5 separate regions of the Gossypium hirsutum genome follow, and all the other regions are linked to region 5. The links are chromatin contacts, called in public Hi-C maps. All regions are on one chromosome and are shown on one strand. Each heading gives the region's core, a stretch centred on a gene start, on an enhancer-like site or on the middle of the called end of the contact. The rest is flanking DNA. Distances are from core to core; before and after follow the strand shown.

What was found. Hi-C and Micro-C count contacts between places; a contact is called where the count stands out from the background.
Region 1: a Hi-C map of leaf shows a contact between it and region 5, with 2.4 times the contacts expected there. The contact joins the promoter of LOC107949465 here to the promoter of LOC121213624 in region 5. A contact is called at or near these places in 2 of 34 Hi-C or Micro-C datasets (callus and leaf).
Region 2: a contact with region 5 is called in a Hi-C map of leaf, with 3 times the contacts expected there. The contact joins the enhancer-like site here to the promoter of LOC121213624 in region 5. A contact is called at or near these places in 5 of 34 Hi-C or Micro-C datasets (all in leaf).
Region 3: a Hi-C map of leaf shows a contact between it and region 5, with 2.6 times the contacts expected there. The contact joins the promoter of LOC107922232 here to the promoter of LOC121213624 in region 5. A contact is called at or near these places in 9 of 34 Hi-C or Micro-C datasets (anther, callus, hypocotyl and 3 more).
Region 4: a Hi-C map of leaf shows a contact between it and region 5, with 1.6 times the contacts expected there. The contact joins the promoter of LOC107949479 here to the promoter of LOC121213624 in region 5. A contact is called at or near these places in 2 of 34 Hi-C or Micro-C datasets (both in leaf).

What each region holds. Positions count from the first base shown.
Region 1 is chrD01:33,026,774-33,029,473 of Gossypium_hirsutum_v2.1, forward strand. LOC107949465 reads left to right here and starts at 1,276. Exons shown (of 3, transcript XM_016884118.2): 1 at 1,276-2,252. The coding sequence starts at 1,566. It also overlaps the pseudogene LOC121213578.
Region 2 is chrD01:32,952,701-32,955,400 of Gossypium_hirsutum_v2.1, forward strand. No RefSeq gene overlaps it. Among protein-coding and RNA genes, the nearest start is that of LOC121213523, 11 kb to the right of the region's middle. Within about 2 kb of position 1,366, at least 3 of the 9 cell types and tissues checked have an H3K27ac peak or open chromatin away from gene starts, as enhancers often do. A contact at or near this core is called in leaf, where this site is marked.
Region 3 is chrD01:33,808,875-33,811,574 of Gossypium_hirsutum_v2.1, forward strand. It overlaps LOC107922232 (serine/threonine-protein kinase CTR1), which reads right to left and starts at 1,312. Exons shown (of 16, transcript XM_016852149.2): 1 at 496-1,312. The coding sequence starts at 1,119. LOC107921237 (a long non-coding RNA gene) reads right to left here. Exons shown (of 2, transcript XR_001690990.2): 1 at 2,385-2,700; 2 at 1,814-2,051.
Region 4 is chrD01:33,077,938-33,080,637 of Gossypium_hirsutum_v2.1, forward strand. LOC107949479 (UTP--glucose-1-phosphate uridylyltransferase) reads right to left here and starts at 1,282. Exons shown (of 4, transcript XR_005908960.1): 1 at 1,015-1,282; 2 at 1-721.
Region 5 is chrD01:33,457,043-33,459,742 of Gossypium_hirsutum_v2.1, forward strand. LOC121213624 (trihelix transcription factor PTL) reads left to right here and starts at 1,398. Exons shown (of 2, transcript XM_041086434.1): 1 at 1,398-2,017; 2 at 2,561-2,700. The coding sequence starts at 1,578.

The DNA of each region.
Region 1 (2,700 bases), core at 26-2,525, 430 kb before region 5:
ATATTGAGTTTTTTTAATGAAATGAAAATTAGTACTGAAATCAACAAACAATAATAATAATAATAATAAAAGCTTAAAATAATAGTTAAGGAAGTCTTTACATGCACGACTCTTCATCGATATCATTCTTATTAAAATAAATGAAGTTTTAGTGACAATTATTTACAATTTTTCTTTTTATAATGGGTTGTCTTTTATTATTTGTTCATGAAATGCATACTCATCGCTCTAGAAAAACACAATGTGACAAATACATAGGAGATTGTTTTTATGAGTAAATTTGTCCATTTTGGAAGATAACAAGAGGAACAGGATCCGTTTTTCCAATATTTAAGAAAATAAGTCAATTTTATAGAGAGATCCAAAAAACGTGTTCTACAAAACATATATTTTTTAATAACTTAACATAACAACTCCTTTAATTAGATGATTAAATGTTGGTAGTTTTGCCTTTGAGTCTCAGGTTTGATTTCTCTTCTACTCTACTCACATTTGTATTCTTATTTTCATGTTGATTTAATTTTTTTTTTAAAATTAATTAATAATTAATAAATATATTTTCAAATTTTTTAATTCATCTTTTTAATTAATAACTCTTTTATTTAATTTTTTAAAAAAAATTAAAATAACGTGAAATTAAGAATACAAATGTGAATAGGAGAGGAACCAAACTCGAGGCTTAAGGATAAAACAAATAACATTTAGCAATCTAACAAAAAAAACTGACATGTTAAGTCATTAAAGAAAACACATTTCGTAGAATACTTTTTCAGACACAAAAAGTGCTTCGTGCTGGATGCGTTTTTAATTTATCTCTTTAAAATCGACTTGTTTCCTAAATATAAAAAAAATCAATTTAAATCCGTAATTATTTTTTAAAAACGATATTATGGCTGTTTTTATAATCTCCTTTAAGACAAGACAAAGCATTTTTTTTATATATAGTATATATATAAATTTGCTTTCTTTTTTGATTTTACTCTCTCTTTCTTTAATTTTCTTTTATGCCCATAATCTCTGTACGTTACCCATTTTATTATAGTTTTCTTTTCATTTGAACATTAAAGTTGAATTTTAATATTTAAAGGTATAATTTAAAAAGTAGAGCATATTCAAATGGTACAAAATCAATTAATAATATTAAGAATTAAAAATAGAGGCTAAATTATAAAAATGTAAAGTGTACAAGGACTGAATTCAAAATTAAACCCCTTTATTTATTGGTTGTTGTTTGGGTAAAATGTAAAATCCTTTCTGTATTATTATTTTATAATAAGTTTCTTTTTATCACTATCTTCACCTCGATATTGTGAACCTTCAAGATTTGAATCAGAGAAGGGAACTCTCCTCATTCTTTCCTTTCTGAGTTTTTCTCCCTATTTATTCATTTATAGGCCAACTCCTTCGTCTTCTTCATCAAAATCTTATCTTTTGCTGCGTTGATTTTTTTCTGGTTTACAGTTGAATTCTCTTCAACTCTTTCACTGTGCTGAAGCTCAAAGCTTGTCGAGATTTTTCTAATTACATTGTCAAAAGTGAAAGGGAAATTCAAATATATCTTTTGAATGATGGCTCGGAAGCATTTGCACGAGTTACTTCAAGAGGATCAAGAGCCATTCCTTTTGAAGAATTACATTGCTGATAGGCGTTGTCAACTCAAGAAATCACCACCTAAAACTCATCTTCAACTCCATAAACCAAAACCCATCTCTCAAAACTCCAACTTTCCTTTAAATTTCTGCAAAAAAGCTTGCCTTTTCTCTTTCCATGACTCACCAGACTTGAACAAATCTCCTTTGTTTCAACCTATAACCCCCAACACCAAAAACACCAATGGCACTGCTTTTGGGTTATTTGGTTCCATTCTAAAGAGGCTAACTCATCGTACCAAAAACCCAAAGCCTGAAACAGCTACTAAAGGATCAAAAGTTTCAGTGAAGGACATTTTGAGGTGGGATTCAACTGTGAGGAAAAACAATGTAATGAGTGAAGACAAGTGTGGTTCAAGTTCTTACACTGATAGGCCTACCAGTGATGTTTGGTCCCAAAGCAATGAAGAAATGGACATGGATACTTCATGTAGCTCTAGTCCATCGGGGGATTTTGAAGAGGTTTTCATTTCCAATGAAGTTGTAGGAAATAACTCAGCTTTTGCTTCTTTTGATAAGCACTTTTCTCAAAGCCCTTTACGTTTTGTGCTTCAAACTAGCCCTTCTTTCTCGGCTACATCTCCCAGTCTCCATGAAAGAAAGGTCAGTGCCTTTAATTGAATGATTACTTATAATCAATTGGTTAATTAAAACTGCAACTCTGATCTGGTTAAAGCTTCTTCATTTTGTTTTTTTTTTTGGGGGGGGGGGGCGGGGGGAGTAAACTCGTGACTCAGGTGACTGAGTTCTTTGACTTGCTTGAACTGTCGGCAAATTGAATCACTCTGCTGCACATTTTTGGGGTCTAATTGTCGTTTTAGTCTTCTACTATGCTAAAATTAAAGTAGAAGGATTAAATCTCAAACTTTAGCATACTTGAGGGATTAAAACCATATTTAGACGGCTGAAATTTAATCTGAATTGCCATATATGCCTGCTGGTTTCTGGTTGATTTGACTGGTATTAAGTGTTATATATGCCATTTAGTCCTTTCATTTTGTTTAATTGTACCTTTGATTATGTTTCTACCTTGCAAATCTTATATGAACAC
Region 2 (2,700 bases), core at 116-2,615, 500 kb before region 5:
AATAAAATAATATATTTTGAAAACAACTTCATCTCCCTTCTTAATAATATTATCTAGACTATATTTAAGGGCTTCAATTGATTAATTTTATAAAATAATAAAAATTATTGTGGGGATATTATTTTCATTTCAAATCATGTTAAATTCTGATGGGATTTCATTCCAAACTTTTACCATTTCTTCATTTAATTTTTGTTTTATAAATTTATTATTTTCACATAAACAATAAAACAAGCATGCAAAGTGAATGGAATGGATGTAAATGTAATTTGAAAATCTTGTGGGAAAAAAGTGTTGTAAAAGTAATATTTCAAAATCAACTTTTTGAAAACAAAAGCAAAAAGGAGGTACAAAAAGCAAATGGTTTCAACTTCAATAAAATCTCAAACCTTTTGCTTCAGCAAAACCTCATTATCTATACTAACAACCAATTCTTTTCACTCAATTGGATAATACATGCATAAATGCAAAAGAAATATTTTTGAGGATTTTACTCGTTTAATTAAAAAATTATCCATTTTTCATAAGTTTTTTTTATATAATAATTCATCCTAAAATAAATCAACATCTAATTAATAGGATAAAACTTGAGATCTCCCACTTCTCATAATTAATCACTCATTTATTTTTCCTAAAAAAAATATCTTACTTTTTTTTTCTCTCTTTAATAAATATTTTTTCCTCAAGATCTGAGATTTAATTCTATGCTACCCTATGTGTAAGCTTGTAATGGCACCCAAAAACAAAAGAATTTGATTACATGCATTTGCATGTCTAACAAAGTTTAATATATATAAATATGCACTAGATTAGTAACATATATGTTAAAAATATACAGATTTATTTAGTGTTTTGTTAATCTTTCTACAATAAATAATTTTATGAAAAAAATCAATAATAAATTTTAGATTTGATTCAGTTTATATATTTATTTTTAATGCTTTTGAAATTATTAATTAATTTATTAATGATATGACTTAATATGCACAGGTGAATCCAGAAATTCTTTCAGGGGAAGAAATTGAATTATAAATTGAGAAGTAAAGATGTTTATTTAAATAATTGTATTAATTTAATAGTATTAATATGATATATAAGTGTTTGAATTTTGTTTTACTTATAACATAATCTGTTTTTTATTTTGATATTATACATATTTATGTATTATTGTATATTATTTTTAAATATAAATTTATATTCTAAATAAACGGAAAATAATAATTTGAAAAAGTTTGAATAAAAGTGTTGTTAGAAAATAAAAGTGAAAGAAAGTGGTTTGACTTGAAAGGGCCGGGGATGGATTGGTGGATTAGGGTCCGTCCAAAAACGAGGTAAGGGCAAAAAGGCCGACACTCTCTGACAGGAGGGTGAGTGAATGAACACGTGTGAAGTGGACAAGCTATAAAACTGGACGCATTATGTAGATGCATGGAATGACGGTGCATTTATAAGTCACTGTTACCTCTCTTGTCTTCACTCAAAAATGTTTGTAATGTGGCCCCATTTTGATTTTCTAACATTTATGGTACTTGGATTGCGTGGTCGGTCGGTTTGTGTTTTATTAATTCTTTTTAAAGGTAGACCAGATTGTTGAAGCCAAACAATATACAAACATATTAGTTAATTTTAAGCCATGTTTTATTTATGTGAGAATAAAATATCTCATGCTATTTTCTCCAATATAAACAATTCCTCCCATTCTCAAAACGTTAAAATTTTCTATTAGTCCCTATACTTTATGGAAGTTGTGAATTTAGTCTACTATACTTTGATTTGATCAATGCTAGTTCATGTCCTTTTTGAATTTTAAAATTTCAGTCCTCATCAAATGATAATTGTTAAATTTATTAAGTTAAGTTCTTCTGTTTCCAAAACTTGATGCACCAAACATATTATCGTGTGTAATGCCATGTCAGCTTATTATTTCCACATATTACTCATTACAAATCTAGTTAATGGATTGACGATTTCCATTCGCGTTAAGATTAAAATTTCAAATTCAATAAGCATATGGATTTAGAATGATCAGATTGGAGAAAATGGACCAAACCTACAATTGTACGCATAGTACACAACTAGTAATTGAATTTGACCAAACAAAATCAACTGTTTCTATTTGAGTCAATACTAAAATTTCAAAATTCAAAAAGTACAAGGGCTATAATCAATCATTTTGAAAAGTACATGTACTAAAAATGATCAAATTAAAATACAAAGACTAAATCCATAAATTTTGAAATGTATAGAGAATAATACTAAAATTTAATCTTCTCAAAATTTGCTTAAAACAACGGTTAAAACTTTCATCTAACATCTACATGATACATATTTAAATATTGTCACCCCTTACCCCTCTACAGTATTGTCATGATAAAAAAAATATCTTCCTATACATATTTAAATATGGTCACGCAAATAAAATAATAAGCACGAGAATAACCTGGTTTTTGTGGGTTTCTTTTTTCTAGGAAATTCATATTAATAGACAAATTTATTAAATAATTTCCTGAATTTTTATTAAATAATTTTACGATTAATTTTTATTATTCACGATTTTGATTTTTCTTAAAAATTATCTAGTTTTGGGGTGTGTGCTCAAACTCACCTCATCCTGTACTGACAACAATGTTAATGCCAATCGAACTAAGACTCAACTGACAAGAAATTATATTTATCTTTAAATTTTTTTATATTAAATAT
Region 3 (2,700 bases), core at 62-2,561, 350 kb after region 5:
CCTAGAGGAGCATTTGTCATACAACTTCCTACCAAGATAACTAGAAGTTTGAACTAATAAAAACCCTATTGAACCAAAAAAGGATAAAGGCCCAGTAGAAATTGCTTGCTTTTTGAGATCCCACTATAAATTTTATCCATATAGATTCTGATTGCCAACTCATGCATACTAGATCCAAATGTAAAAATAATATTGCCATAAATCGACAAGATTTTTCTAAACCCGAACCAATAAAAAACTACTCTTGACCAACCAACTTGTCACATCCTATCCTTTGAATCATTCAGAGTTCACAACAAAATGTAAGAGTTCACTCACACAATCCAGTTCATCTCGTAACAGATATTTGGAATCATCTAAAAAGTAAATCCATTCACTATCACGACCGTTATATTTGCCTATGCATATTCCTTCAATCTCCTAGCCTTACTGTTCATTTAAGTTAATTTAAACAAGCTAATAGTGAAATGAACAAAGAAATCACTAGAAATATACCCAGAACCGGTGGGAAACTATCTCAGCTGAGGCGGAGCTAGAGCTAGTTCCCCGAATAGCAGAATCATCCGAATCCGGACCCAGAAAATTCGGGTCATCAGCACAGGTAGCTTCCGAAGAAAGCCTCAAAGCCAACGCCAACTGCAATTGATAACTCTCCTCCGTTTGCTGCGCCCAGCTTTTTCCAGAGGACGAACCCCCAATTTTCGTTCTTAAATCCACATGCTCACAGCTCCCGTCGTGACCATAAACGAACCCATCAATCTCGTTGGCGGCCGTCGTAGAAAAGGTCGGCACATAATAATCTCCCGATAAAGAGCTCTCACCAAAGCTACTTCCACTCGATTGCCGTTGAAGACTGATCGACGAAGCAAAAGTATTCCCTCCCCCGCCGCCGCCACAGATTCGATTTACTTGTAGCTGGTTCTGGTTTTGGTTCTGACTGAGACTCTGATCCCAATCAGTTAAACCTCTCTCTGATTTCACTTTGTTCTTATTACTGGTGGCTTCGCTTGAAAGTGAATCGCAATAGGGAGGCGGAGCTCCTGATATGGACACGGTGTACTGGTCGTCGGGATACTGGCTAAGGAGAGAGTAATTAGATCTTCGTCCGGGCATTTCCATTGATACTCTAAAGGAATTGATCACAAAACCCTAGAAACCCTAGGAACCGCCATTGTTGAATATTTCAAGCCTTTCTAGTTTTTTTTCCTGAACTCTTTTTACTAATTTCTTGTTTTCCCTCTTTCTAGAATTCGATTATCGGAGAGAGAAAGAAAAAAAAAGGGAAAAGATACCATTTTTATTCGGTGGCCTAATCGTTTGTTTTTTATTCTCGAATAAACTATATAATTAATCACTAAAATTTAGTAAAAATTTTAAATAATATTATTAAATTGTTTTCTTGCTTTAATCGCTTGTTGTTAATTTAATTAACTGAAATTCATTTTAATCATTCTTTATTTTTTAAAAAAAATAATAATTATTTGATAATCTCAATATAAATTTTGATTATATCTATTTTGTTGACACAATACTTATAATTGTTTATATTCTCTTCTTAACTCAATAATAAATTTCAACACATTCAAATACATGTCCTCTGGATAACAATATCCAAATCAACTAGATATTTTTTTAATTTCTTTTATTATTTTAAAAAAATTACTAAAAATTGCGTTACTTAACTATAAATAAGAAATGCAAGTTTTATTTTAAAACTCAAGTTTTTTTCTACAAAAACTCAAATAGTTTCCTATAAAAACCTACGTAATTCTTTGACAAAACTTAATCTTAATTTAGTTTTTGAAAATACAAATAAAAAATAAAAATTCATTTTTAATTGTAATACAAAATTATTGCCCGGGGCCCAAAATCATTTACACAGCCCAAATTAAATACAATCAAACCCAATAAAACTTGGGCCAATCCCAACCCAATTACAAGGCCCAATTGGCCTGAAGTCACAGAAACCCTAAGCAGCAGATCGCCGCAGCTGCTCCCGCACGTCGCCCTTGCACGTCACACACGTTGTCCCGCGCTCCAGCACGTTCTTCCTGCAGCAGACAACAAACCTCGGCCACGAACAATAGTAGAAAAATACAATGAAAATGTAAAAAGGGAGGACAGTTTTTAGAGAATGGCTTTTTTCTATTTTTTCGGCTATATAAAGCCAATTGTTTTTTTGTAAAAAGGTGACATTTTTTTATATCTAGAAAACGATTGAAAAGAAATAAAAAGCAAAGGATCGAAGGGGGATTTTTGGGGAAGGTGATTAACTTTTCTTTGTTTTGTTTTTTCGTTGCATCTTACCACTTTTCTTGTTTTTTGTCTTCTCTTCTTTCTTTCTTCCACACTAAACAAATAGAAAAGAACAGGAAGAACCATACCTGGAGGGCGTGCTTGCGAAGTTCTTCCTGGTTCTGTGCAGAGAGCAGAATGAAGGAGTAGAAGGGGTTTTGGGAGAAGCGGCGCACGCAAGAAGAGAATAGCTTAGGGTTTTTTTTTAAGTTTTAGATGGCTTTTATGCAGCATATAAAACAGCGTCGTATAAGTAACCCGAAAACCGTGTGACCCGACCCAAAACCCGATCAGATCCGCGTGTTTTAGGCACTAATGGGTTATTTATGCTTTTAATCCTCTCACGTTTTCATCATTTCAAAACCACTGATTTTTCTGTTTTCAAATTTTTCCCTGGAACATTGA
Region 4 (2,700 bases), core at 32-2,531, 380 kb before region 5:
GGAAAAGGATATTCTCTCTATACTAAGATCCTCAATCAAGCTACTTAAGTAAGGAACCACTTAGTAATAACTCAAGATTCTGTCATCTATATATCGAGAAACTCATGTCCACAACTCAAAATCACTCTTAAATCATCCATCAAGCACATCCAATCTTACAACAATTACTGCCAACAAACTTAGCCGGTCTCTTATTTCCTCTCTAGTTAAATTAATAAAATTAACATCCAATGCACACCTTATAACCTACGATTTTTATACTCAATTTCGGTCACAGAAACCACAGTTCAGAGATAAAACCCACCCTTTCCACCAAAATTAGAGAAAAAAAGAAAAAGAATCCATCCTATCAAAACATTCAAATATCAAACCCAGAAAAAGAAACTTTAAAAATATAATAAAAACATACTTGATTGTAGCCTTCTTCCCAGTCCCTTTTGCTCCATTTTTTTCTTCTCCAACATAAGACATTTAGTTATCATGTTACATATCAAGTAAACGAATTGAACAGAATCATTGGTCGGTATTGGATAAGTAGCCTTCTTATATTGTTTCAATATATAAAACTATATATTGTTACATTAATGTTCTCTGGACCAGCAATCTCTGCATCTAGTTGAGTACCATCTGCAGTATTTCCAGCACTGGTATTTCTTTTTCCTATTTCCTCCAAAGTTACAGATCCCTTCTCAGGTTTCTTCTGCTTGTCACATTCAGAAACCTACCAAAACAGACCATGCTAAATGTAAAAACAAATAATTTCCTTTCTAGACTAGAAAAGAACATTTGAAAAACTTTGGGCTTGAAGACATAAATAAACTCTACATTCATCTTTTCCCTTGAAAAATAATCTAGAGTTATATGTCATTCCACATTGAAAAACTGGTCTATGAAGAAAAATGAACGAACAATTCATCTTGTTATAAAAACAAATACAAATACCCAGAATCCAAAATCAGCGTTATAAAAACAAAAGAACAGGAAAATCGAGAAGATAGGAAAACTCGTTCTTACAGCTTGTATGTTCCTATCCTCATCGTCAAAAAAGAGCATTGAGTTGAAGGGATTTCCAGTCCTTGAGTGAATTCTCTGGAAATGATCGATCTACTCAAACCTCAAAGTGAAGAAGAAATTGGGAGAGGCGCAATTTAGGGTTTGGATTTGGTTGAAAAATGAGAGCATTTTAACCATAAGAGGGGTTGTTTGCCCTAGATTTGGTACGGCGCCGTTTATCTTCTCTTGAAATGGTGTCGATTTTGATCTGTTTTTGGGGAAATGGTGTGATTTTTTTAAATTAAAATGATTTTTTTTGCGGCTTACCTTTTGCAGAGTTTGTATAAAAATACCACAAAAATTAATTTATTTTGAACAAAACGACGTCGTTTGTATATAGTAACGACGTTTTTTTGCTAAAAACGCCGCTAAAGCTCGCATATTTTTAATATTTAATTATTGTATCTTTCATATAAATTTTAAATAAATAATTATTAAATTTTAAGTAATATTTATAAGAATTAGATAAAATTATAAAATTTAGTTTTTTATTTCAATTTTATTTTTGTATTTTATTTTTATTTCTTATAATTTGGTCCTATCCAAATTAAATAATTACCTATATATCCATATCAATCTATTAATTTTTTTAACTTATTTATTAATTCTATTTAAACTAATATTTAAATATATTAAATGGTTTAGATTAAATATTTTTAAATATAAAGGCATTAATTAATTGTATAAAATTTTATCATTTAACAAATCTCAAGTAAACCTTAACCTTAAACCCTAAATTAACCATTCAATACATATAAAGTCTATTTATTATATTCTCTTAAATAATTTAATTTCAATATATTAAATTTATTATTATCTCTTTTACAATTATATAAAAACATATTTAATATATTAATTAAAAAATAACTAATCTAAACCCTAACTCGACTCTTAAATCCCTAAACCCTAAATCCCTAACTCTTAACCCTTAACCCCTAACCCCTAACCCCTAACCCCTAAACCTTAAATCTCAACCCTTAAACCATAATCCCTAAATCCATACTTCCTAAACCTTACACTATTAACTCCTAAACCGGCCTTAAATCTTAAATTAGTCATATACCCTAAACCAAAAACCCTAAACTATAGTGATAATTAATTCAATATTTTAAAATTAATACTATCTCTTTTACGATTATATAAGAAATTATTTAATATATAAATTAAAAAACAATTAGTAATGTACCCAAAAAAATTTAAAATTATTTTAAATAATAGTATTTTAATTTTTCCATTTTTAACAAATATTTTTTTATGTTTTTTATTTCAAATTATTTCTACGTGTCATTATTTCAAATTTATCCATTTTTAACAAATATTCAATTAAAAATAAATTGAATTTTAATTAATATAAATAAACCATTAAATAGTAAATAGACAGATAAAATGTTTTTGCGGCGCTTTTTCAGAAACGCCGCTAAATCCCTGAGCATTAGCGGCGCTTTTTTAAAAAAGCCGCTAAATCCCCTAGCAGTAGCGGCGCTTTTTCAAAAACGTCGCTAAATCCCTGAGCATTAGCGGTGCTTTTTCAAAAACGCCGCTAAAGCCCCGGCATTAGCGGCACCTTTACAAAAACGCCGCTAAAGCCTCGAGCATTAGCGACGCTTTCCAAAAAATGCCGCTAAAGCCCCGAGCATTAGGGGCGCT
Region 5 (2,700 bases), core at 148-2,647:
CCCAAAGGTTTTTCTCGCGGTCGAGGAATGGGTTGTGATTGGAATGTTTTGACACTACCCTTGATTTTGGCCCCGGACTCGATTCAATTTAATTTTATTATAAAAAATTAATAATTCAAGTTTTTTAATTTAAAATCATTTTATTCAAAATGATCGACACAAAATGATTGGAACCTAGAGTGGTTTGGATTAAAAATGATTTGAATAAATAATTCAAAATGATATGGATCTCTTTTCTAAATTTAAAAAATGGGTAAAAATATATTTTTAGTTCTTTTTAATTTTGAAATTGGACAAATTAGTCCCTCTAAAAAATCTGGGAAATTTAATTCCTATCAATTTTGAATGTGAGAAATTAAGAACAATTAACCATGACGTTAATGTTTTCTATCATTTGTACATAATTTTGATTAGTATAATAACAAATTTAGCCATTAAAATTTACACATTTTGTTAATTTGGTAATAACTTAACAAATTTATCCTGTAATATTTTTGTAAATGTTAAATATTGAGGCTAAATTTGTTAAATTTTTTAGAATCTAGACCAAATTGACAAAACATATAAACATCGAGAGCTAAAATCATTTACAATTGACTGAAGACATTAATACCATGATTAATTGTCCTTAATTATTCACTTTCACTCTTAAAATTAACATAAATTAAATTAAAAAGAATGAATAAATGTTTTTATAAAAAATTCAAAAATTCTTTTACTTAAAATAAGCGGATACAAAATAAATATCAAAATCCAAGTTAAGGTACACCCAAATTAACCTGGGTTAGGATTAGAGGTGTTCATGGGCCGGGCTGGGCCCAGAAAAAATTTCGGCCCGGGTCCTAGGCCCGGGCCCGGCCCGGCCCAAAATATGGGCCTAGAATTTTGCCCAGGCCTGGCCTGGGAAAAAATTCATAAGCCCGGGCCCGGCCCGTTTTTTAAATATATACCAAAAATTTATTTTAAAAATTAAAATAAAAATTAAAAAAAGTATTTTAAAAATATTTTAAAATTAAAAAAAGTATTTTAAAAAAATTTTAAAAAAATTTTAAAATTAAAAAAAAAGTATTTTAAAAATATTTTAAAATTAAAAAAAGTATTTTAAAAAAATTTTAAAATTAAAAAATTAAAAAAAAGTATTTTAAAAATATTTTAAAATTAAAAAATAAAAATAAAAATATTTTTGCCGAAGCCCATATTTCGGGCCTATATTTTTACCAAAACTCTCCCATATTTCGGGCGGGCCGTCGAGCCGGCCCGGGCCGCCCGGCCCATGAACACCTCTAGTTAGGATTAATAGACACTCCAATTATGTACAAATGTAGGTAATTTTGGAAAAGATTGTAGCAAAATACGTATATTTGTAGAGTGTGGGACCGTTGTCCTAAGCTTAATTTGGAGATTTTTCGTGGACGACACGATCCGAGTCTGCCGCTTTCTCTATCTCTCTCTCTCATACACTCTTTCTCTCTATTAAAAACTTTCTCTTTCACTCTTTATTTTTATTTTTCTAGCTTTACTCTACTCTTTCCTTTTCCTTATCCATTGTTTTTTTCTTTTTGGATTCATAAATCGATATGGAAATGGAGGATCATCGTCACCATCAATATGCCATACCCGATCTTAGGCAACTACTCAACGGAAAACCCATCAATTTCCAAGCAATTCCACAGGATACTGAGTTATTCTCCCCCGGCCACCACCGGAATCTGCCGCCATCGCAGCAACCCCACCACCCCTTCGATGTGATGCAAATGGTGGGTAGACATGAGTTCCCTTCTGATTCTACTGGTAATACTAATGGCACTCCCATGGCTGCTGTTGCCACTGTCACTAGTGCTTCCACACTTAGTCCCAGCTGTGGGTTCGACGGTGAAGCCACTGCTTTTGGAGGTGACGGAGGAAATGGAAGGTGGCCGAGACAAGAGACTTTAACACTTCTTGAGATCAGATCTCATCTCGACCCCAAGTTCAAAGAAGCTAATCAAAAGGGTCCTTTGTGGGATGAAGTTTCCAGGTATATACAAATAATATATTTATTCTTCCATGCTCTCCATACCCTAATTCTCTATTTTCTTCCATTCCCAAAGCTAGCAACTTCACTCCACGGATTGTTTCTCCTTTTAAAGATATGAAATGGGGTTCAAACCAGGAACAGTATTACACGAGTTTTCTTCTTTTATTTATTTTTAAAGAAAATAAACGATAGCTGATCATTTCTATAGTCTTCAACTGACTTGCTCTCTTTTTTTCCTTTGAAAATGTGTTGCCTCCATTATTGTGCAAGTTTTTACTGGTTTTTACTATAAAAATGACTAACCTTTTGGATGTTTTAAGTACCCATCTGCAAGTTTTTTCCATGAAAAGACGTTTTCATCAGTCCCTTGCCGAAAGACCCATCTTTATTTTTCAATTTTGAATGGTCAAATAAGAGCTTTATCAACATTCATCACATGATATTTCCATGGTCATACAAATTTGAATTAGGGTTCATCTGTTTTCTAATAGGTTTAAAGTTTAATTTATTGCCATTTCCTTCCCTTTTCTCTTGGTGCTGTAGAGTCATGTTTGAGGAACATGGGTACCAAAGGAGTGGGAAAAAATGCAGGGAAAAATTCGAAAACTTGTATAAATATTATAAAAAGACTAAGGAAGGCAAGGCTGGGAGACAGGATGGTAAACACTATCGATTCTTTCGTC